Regions from separate parts of the Mus musculus genome. Here region 1 is linked to region 2. The links are chromatin contacts, called in public Hi-C maps. All regions are on one chromosome and are shown on one strand. Each heading gives the region's core, a stretch centred on a gene start, on an enhancer-like site or on the middle of the called end of the contact. The rest is flanking DNA. Distances are from core to core; before and after follow the strand shown. Region 1 has its middle 6.7 kb from the start of Gm33758. Region 2 overlaps Gm40159 (a long non-coding RNA gene).

What was found. A called contact is a pair of places that touch in the nucleus more often than the background predicts.
Region 1: a contact with region 2 is called in a Hi-C map of cortical neurons, with 2.2 times the contacts expected there. The contact joins two enhancer-like sites. A contact is called at or near these places in 3 of 484 Hi-C or Micro-C datasets (cerebral cortex, cortical neurons and forebrain) and 1 of 115 datasets of contacts at active chromatin or transcription factors (neural progenitor cells).

The regions. Positions count from the first base shown.
Region 1 is chr3:143,595,034-143,599,049 of GRCm38.p6, reverse strand. No RefSeq gene overlaps it. Among named protein-coding and RNA genes, the nearest start is that of Gm33758, 6.7 kb to the left of the region's middle. Within about 2 kb of position 1,924, at least 31 of the 459 cell types and tissues checked have an H3K27ac peak or open chromatin away from gene starts, as enhancers often do. A contact at or near this core is called in cortical neurons, where this site is marked.
Region 2 is chr3:143,315,066-143,319,133 of GRCm38.p6, reverse strand. The region is part of intron 1 of Gm40159 (a long non-coding RNA gene); the gene reads left to right. Among named protein-coding and RNA genes, the nearest start is that of Gm33514, 6.2 kb to the left of the region's middle. Within about 2 kb of position 2,388, at least 18 of the 459 cell types and tissues checked have an H3K27ac peak or open chromatin away from gene starts, as enhancers often do. A contact at or near this core is called in cortical neurons, where this site is marked.

The sequences.
Region 1 (4,016 bases), core at 675-3,174, 280 kb before region 2:
ACCCAGAGAGGTCTGTGTTCTTTCCATTCATTGCCTATTTCAGGAGACATTGCCCTCAGTGTCGTCTAACATTGTTCCTAGCAGCTTAACCCAGGGGAAAGCTGCATAATCCATGTTTTATGTTTAAGCTCTGAATGTGGGGGTTTATCTATGAAAAATATAGAGACCTATGGCATTGCCTGGCAGTGTCAGAGAAGCCACCGATAGTCATGTTTCTTTGAGTCCCACCAATATCATTTTTGTTAAAAAGCTTCTATTCTCTATCATGGGTATATATTGGAACTACCAGAAGAATTTTTAAAACTACTGATTCTTGTGGCCAATTTTTGGGGATTTAATTATCATGGGCTATGGCTTGAGAGTTATCTCCTACAGCCAAGCTTAAGGTCACGGTTCAAGGTCTCTTCACCATCCATTGAAATCCAGTGTCTCCAGGGAAGGAAAAGAACTGCACAGAGGGAATAGCTTGCTGCAGTGTCAGAGCAGTTGTGGACCATAGGGAATATCTCACTGTCTGTGTGTTGTCCTGAGAGCACCCGAGCCAGCCAGAACGTCTGAGACTCTTGGGTTCTACCCAGACCTACCAGCTCATAGTCTATTGGAACAAGATCTCCCCGTGATCTGAACAGATTCTGTTTGGGAATCTCTCTCCTCTCTCTCCCCCTTCCTCCTGTCCTTCCTCCATTTCCTCCTTCTTCTTGCTATGGGTTCTTGGAGTCATTATACTGTAAATAGTTCCTTGGATATATCTTTCGAGGTTGGGGGTAAAGGTCCCAGGCCTTTATTTCAATAGTCCTTCCAGATCGAAATCTTCCTAAACTTCAGCATATTTTGTTTGTTCGTTTGTTTTCAGTTGTTAGCTTTAGTTTGAGTTTCTAATGTCTGTCTCAACTCACAAGCACACTTTTCACAAGTGCTGACAGACTACAGTGGGCCTCTTATACAGTCTCTAAAAGTATTCCTTATAGGGCTGGTGCAAAAGCCCTGTCAGGACAGGGTCTGGTCTGCTGTTGAGACAGGATCAAACTCTGACAGCATCTTTGGTCCATCACAGCCTTGGGAGCAAATTTAGAGGACGATTGTTAGTTACTAAGGACTCAGAATGAAATGAAAACCAATCCTCCACCAGAAGCCAGTCATTAAGGTTAGCAGTGCCCCTTAAGAAGAAGGGGACACTGGCACTGTGACCAGGTTCCCCCGAAAAGCAATGCAAATGGGGTCAGCTAAAATGTGGGAGACAGGATCGGCTTTGCAAGAAAAGGAAGCAACACAGTGAGTGCTTTAGGGAAAGGAATGGATCTCTATGGGAACTGCACTTCTTCCTGTCTCCCTCACGCATCCCACTTCAAAACATATAGTGAAGCATGAGTTTTAAAAGATTCATATTGAGACAGAAACATTACAGAATCTCCGTTGCTCTCTTCACTTTTTTTTTCAGTCTTGTTTTCTTTCTAGAGGCACGGAGTCCTCTTTATGATGCTTTTATGTCTATAAATTGTTTAGGAGAAGCCACTGAAAGCTAATCTCTAAACGTGCAAGGCCCCTGGATTGGTGGGGAGGGGCAGGGCGAGGGAGAGACACAAATTGCAAAGAGCAGAATAATCAGCTACAGAGGGACTTTGATCTTCTGGAGACCTAAGCTAATAGATGTTAAGTGCAGTTCAGTGGACGTAATAGCCCATGAAGAAAACAAAATCTGCAGAATGATAAAATGCTGCAGTCTACTGATCAAGGAAGACATCGGAAAATTACCATGAAAGCATCCTTAGCCTGGCAGATTCAAGGTGAAAAAAGGGCTCCGTCTGCCAACCGGCAGCCAGACATTCCAGGCAGACTTAGCCGGCTCCCTTCCTCCAGCCAGATTATCACTCCATGTAACCTGAATGCTTTCTCACTGCAGAGGCAAGCACTGGCACCATCAGAGAAGCCTGGGCTTCGTCATGTCTTCTCCTGACGCCATAGTGACTCATCATGTCCTCTGTGGAGGCATTTCAGAAGACATCGTTTCTAGGAGTAGATCAAATTTTCTCCAGTACTGATTTTTTTTTTGACAGCAACAAAACATATTAAAGACAAATAAGATATCTTTCAAGACATAGAAATCTCACCAAGCAAACTATTCACTAGGAATTTATGAACACTTAAATACAATTGAAAAATAAGAGGTAACTCCTTAATTCTAGTTCATTTAAGTGTCTGTTTATTGAATAAGTATATTTTGCATCTTGGGCTGAATTAAATTTACAGAAGTAATGAATTCTTTAGTATTAAAAGAAAAAAATGTAAAGATTGAAACCACTAGATAATTTTATTATCAGGAGAATTAAACAAACAAACAGATAAACACAACCCCCAAATGTGAGTTTTAAAAGTCAAGAAACTAGAAAGAAAGTAGCATCCGGTTTCAAAGCTCAGCCTCCTTAGACTTCATGTAACAGCTAATTAAACATATGGCATATATTATCTGAACCACAAATTAATTTGTTTGGCTAGAGTAGGTACAAACAAATGAAAACAAAGGGAATCTGCACAGTTTTAACTTGAGCAAGATGTGGAGCGCCCTGCTGGCCACTGGCATTTGGTTCCTGTCTGAGCCACTCACACTGGAACAGCTAGCACTGTGCCTACGGGAGTCCCCTTTCCAAGTGGAAAAGTGAAAGTGGCAAACTTCACATGGGAGCACAGATGAGGGTAGTTGACAGCCTAAATGACAGGCAAGGAAAAGGAACAGAAATGAGAAAAAAAATGGAGAAGGGATGAGAGGGAAGAGGATAGAGGGGGAGGGGAAGGTAGACTGGGAAGCGAAGGCAAGCAAGGAACCAAGTCATTGATCCCAAGGCACTGAGACCCTCTGGACAACACAGCACTGGGCAGTCTACATCTATCCTTACTGTAATGTTGACTCTTCATAGCCATGTTGATAGAAAGACTAGCCCTTTAAAAGAAGTACTTTACTCACAAGGGAAACTGAGAGACTACTTGATATTAAAAAGAGTCACTGGGAAAATCCATATTTGGAGCCTTCAATCGATTGTTGGAGATTTTATGTAACATATGTGCTTATTCTTCAAACAAATGGAGTCCTTGTCTGAAAATGCTGTGGGTAGAGGCCTGGTGCCCAGAGTAAAATAACCAAGTGAGTGGTTAAGATGAGGCCCTGCTCTGGGTTAGCAGTCCATCACTCAGTGTGTCCTGCTGCCTGTGTATCAGATGCAACCCTTCTTATCTGTTAAGTGCATAGAACAATTTAGACCAAGCATGCTGAGTGGATTAACTAATGATCGTGAACCACTTTGGAAATAGAAAATTCCCCCTGTGCATGCAGAATTAATAATGATTAGATAACACCGTCCTAAATTCTACTTTTGATTCAAATAAACCTTTTCTTGATGGCGAAAGTTATGCTATTAAACAAAAGACTTTATTTCAACTAGAGGCTTTCACGGTATTTTCATTTGAGTTGAATTTCTGTTCTTCAGATCCATATTTCTGCCAATTTCTATCTCTTGTGCTTTCTCTGGCACAACCAAAAGAACAAAGTTAATAACAGAGAAAGGACAAGCTTTAAGAGTGCTGCATTTATCGTCAGCTGTAATTCTGCTATTAAGTGGTCTTGGCATTTGCGAAATTCCTCTCAATCTTATTTTTTTTTTCCTCAGAGGGGGAGAAAAGCCACTGAAAACATGGAGTTTAATCCAAAAATAACCCTTCTCCACATTCTATGTTCTAAGACTTTTCACTTGGCACTCAGTGTGAACTTTTGTCTCCATGGGACAATCTGCAAGATAAACACCCTGTCTTTGTATCTCCTTAACCATTTTAGAAGGAACACATATGCATGCCCTTGGGCACACACATACACACACACACATAAGCACATGCACACACACATGAATGCTGGTGTGTGTGTGTGTGTGTGTGTGTGTGTGTGTGTGTGCACATGCATGTGGGTCCTCATGTACCTGTGACACACAGAGGATCTGTAGAGGATTTTTTTTCACTTGATTTCTGCCTGT
Region 2 (4,068 bases), core at 1,139-3,638:
ACACACACACGTGTCTGTTTCCCTAGTGGTAGGTGTTCACCACTATGCCAGGCATATTTACATGGTTCTGGGGATTGGACTTAAGCTCACAAGCACTGCACTGGTTAAGCCATCTCTGCATCCAGGCTCGCACTCACTTAGGGGTGCTTTCCGATGCCTAATTCCATCTTGTTTACATTGTTGATGTTTAGTAAATTCTCGATGAGTAACCGAGAGTGAACAACATGAGTGTGTTCCTGCTGCTGCCTACGGTGGCTTGCAATACAACTGATCTCCTTCCCTTTCTACTACAGTAATTAGAGCAGAAGCAGATGTCTATAGCAGCATGCACCACCCTTCTCATCCTCCATGATTGTGCTAATTGGGAAACTAGGTCCCCAGAATGTTGTGAGCAAAAGAATTACACATTTAGGAAATGTTGAATTAAACAAACTTAAGCAGACTCTTCCCTACAGGATTTCTTAGCGTCCTCAACACACTAATAGACATCACAAATCTTTGAAGTTTACGTAGCACAGCATCAGGACCATTTTGGAAATGTATTGGTCCATGTGTTCCTTCTCACACAGTCTCCTCACCAAGAAAAGCATCGTGCAGGCAGCTCCTTAAGTCAAATTTTCTAGAAAACATAGTTACTCGTGACAAACACAGTGGATGTCTCCAAAATCAGAATTTTGGTCTGGAGAGATCAGCAAGGAAAGGTGCCTGATGACGAACTCAAGCCCTGAGACACACATGGCAGGGGGAAAGAACTGACACCTGTAAGTTATCACAGGAAGGGCATGCGAGCATGAGCATGCACGGGCACATGCACACAGAGACATGCACACACACACACACACACACAAACACACACGCAAGCATGAACCCATGCACGCGTGCACACGCACATGTTAAAAATAAATAAACAAACATTTGGAGCAGAATCTGTTAAAAAAAAATAAAATAAATGAGTATGGGAACAGAAGTCTGGAAAGTACAGGTGTCTGTCTGTCTAATGTGACAGGATTCACCTAGACATCCTTCTCCACCCAGTGCTGATTTGCCTGGGGATACACATCAATCAAGTCATGTCAAGAATTATTGAGAATTATTTGGTCACTGTGCAGACAAGGCTAAAATTCATGTGTGTGTGTGCTTGTTTGTTTGTTTGCTTGCTTGTTTTATTGATCTAGAGCCTTGTATAATCTTGATATTCTAACCGATCATCCAAAGCTCTTTGTAGACAGAGTCATTAAGTGGATGTCAGGAAATCAAGCAAGGGATGCCCTTACCTCCCTTGTCTCAGCATAGGTTTCACCGCATCCCTCTTTTCTTACACAGATGGAAATTTACTATCAGAAGGGGATGACCTAGAGTCCCTTAAGAGCCAATATCTATTATTTAATTTCATTTGCCATGTAAGGTTAAATAAATCTAAGAAAGTACTGAGGACATAGGCCATAGAACTCACATGCTTTGATAAGACAACAAAGAGAGAGGCAGATAAGGAGAGGATGGCTAGAGTAGGGAAGTTGCAACTGGGTTCTCGGGACATGAAATGATCCAGTTAAATGGAGATGAAAGAACTGAATTCCACTCTGTCTACCTAATGACTTAGCTTCATGGTGGCCAATTCTAAGTATTAGAGTTTCCATAACAAACAGATGTGCTGAGTAAATACACAAAGATAACAAGGGAAGAAAGAACTTGTGAATTGGACACGGGTTTTAGCAAATAGGAGATGAGAAGTCACAAATATAATGTCCTTTATAGCAAGCAAAAGTGCAATCACAGCACAACATGCCGGGCCCTTCTCCTGATTTACCCTAGCCTCTTCTCCACTCCACCCCATATCACCATCTTTAACTTAGCTCCGGTGAAGAAGGAATAGCAATTAAGCCTGATTGTCTCTGTGATTCTGATACATGCTCCTATGTGCATTCACACAAAGCTTAGTCATCGCTATTGCTCCAGAATGTAAATTCTATTTTTTCAAGCTACAAAATTATCTAGACATTTGCCTAATACCCAAACTCCTCCCTCGCCTTCTAGCTGCAGATAGTTCATAAATCTTTAAGGGAATGCATTGACTCTGAAATTTAGTCTCCTTAAAGTAACACTTCACTCAACTTTATATCTGGAGTCACATGCTAGATTCTGGTTCTATTTCTGTTCTGTTCTATTGATTCCTGGTGGTTACAGGACACCCCTCCACACAGTGTTATCAGAGGCGAAACTGTTGCCCCAGGGCATCTCATTTTCGAAATATTTTAATGGGGAAACTTTAGTTCAATCTTGAATGAATCTTCAAGCTGCTTAAAAAGGACTGGCTGTCTCCAGATGAACAGAGAAGACGATGAGCCCCTGGGGTGAGTCCTCACCGCCCCCTCAGACTCACCCACAGCTCTCTCCAAGCTGTTATTCCTTTGTCTTCTTACGATCTGGCTTCCTCTGGATCCTCTCCAGCATTGAGCCCACTCATTTCCGTGACTTGCAGTGTCCTCTTGAAAACTAAGTAATAGAAGCAGATGCTCTAGCTCACACGCATATTTTCTCACTCAAACATTCATCACAGCTTCCCACCCGAAGCCGAGGCAGGCTCTGCTGGGAAATTCACAATCTCTAACCTAAAAACCAAAGTTGCTAGGGCTCTTCTGGTGGGTTCCATAACTATAGCTCACAGTAACTACATTTCGCTTGTACTTCTGAGGCTTTTGCTCCACCCTCTCAGATTTGGTATGGACATCCAAATCGTTTGCTAGAACCCAGATATCCCTTTCTCTGTGAGCATCCTCTCATGTAGGTGGGAAGGGGACACTCTTCTGCCTGGAGAGAAATGAAACCTACTAAGATCCTAGAATGATATTCATAACAATCTGTATATTCTTGATGTGTCTTCTTTTACACGAAGTGTGTAGTGGGAGAAAGAGACACAAAGAACAAGTCACTTCTAGTCTTTTCCATAACCTAAAAGGCCTTATACCTGGTCCATGACCCTACCTAGAATTGTATCATCTACCAAAGAATCAAAATCTTTCAATGCTAAAGACTCAAAAAAGCACACCATTACAGTAACCTTCTGTGTCTTCTAAAGGGGCTGATTCCCACTGAATGAACACAATTAATTAGTTTAAAAGACCCACATCCAGTATTTCATGTGACTACTGTTTATCTCCCATGGCATGTACAAACTTTTTTTTTTTTTTAAGAAATTGCGGGAAATGTCAAGACCCTTACTTGTTACAATTTAATTTTGTGCTGCTCAGGCAATTACAGTTCAATGAATGATGATTCTAACACATCCAAGTTTTCATTACTCTTTGCTTAATTTGTCAGTTAATGCCTTTGAGTTCCGCAGTTTCCCCAGCAGTCTTAACTTGCCATTAAAAACCTGTCAAGGAAACACAACCTTCCGATTCCAGCCGGGTTTAAAGACGGCATACATCCTTTCATTGTTAAGAAAGTTAGAGCTCACTCCTCAAGCAAAATATTCATACTTCAGGAATTCACAGTTAGGAAAGATAGCAATAATTCTATATTAGTGGGTTTTTTAATGTAACTGCTCTGCAATAAATACCAGAAATAAGAGTCTGTGCTTAAGATACTATATATCACACAAATATTACTCTCTATCCGTGGTTCTTAGTGGTTTACGGTTACCTGATAGATGTTGGACTTTTACATTCCTTTCCATGTCCCAAGCATTTATTACATTTACACGTTTATACATCTCTAATATTTTTGCAATACATTTTCCTGAATCAGCTGATGACATTTAATAGAATATTTAAAGCACAATATAAAACCTTAAATGCTTCGGCTTATTTCAGTGAGGGGGAATGCACATAGATTGGATTTCAAATTAAAACCTACTAGGGTGGTATGCTGGACACTTTTTGCTTCTGCTGTGCATATTGAAATACGAGGGAAGGCTTTCTTATGCAATACTGTGGCATCGGTACAAACAACAAGCTTTTGTACTTGGGAGCAAGGAAGATGATTAAGGAGCTATTAATGAAAGGAAACAAAACCAGTGTGCTGGAATGTAATAGTCCATGAAATCCTTATTGGTAGAAAGGGAATCTG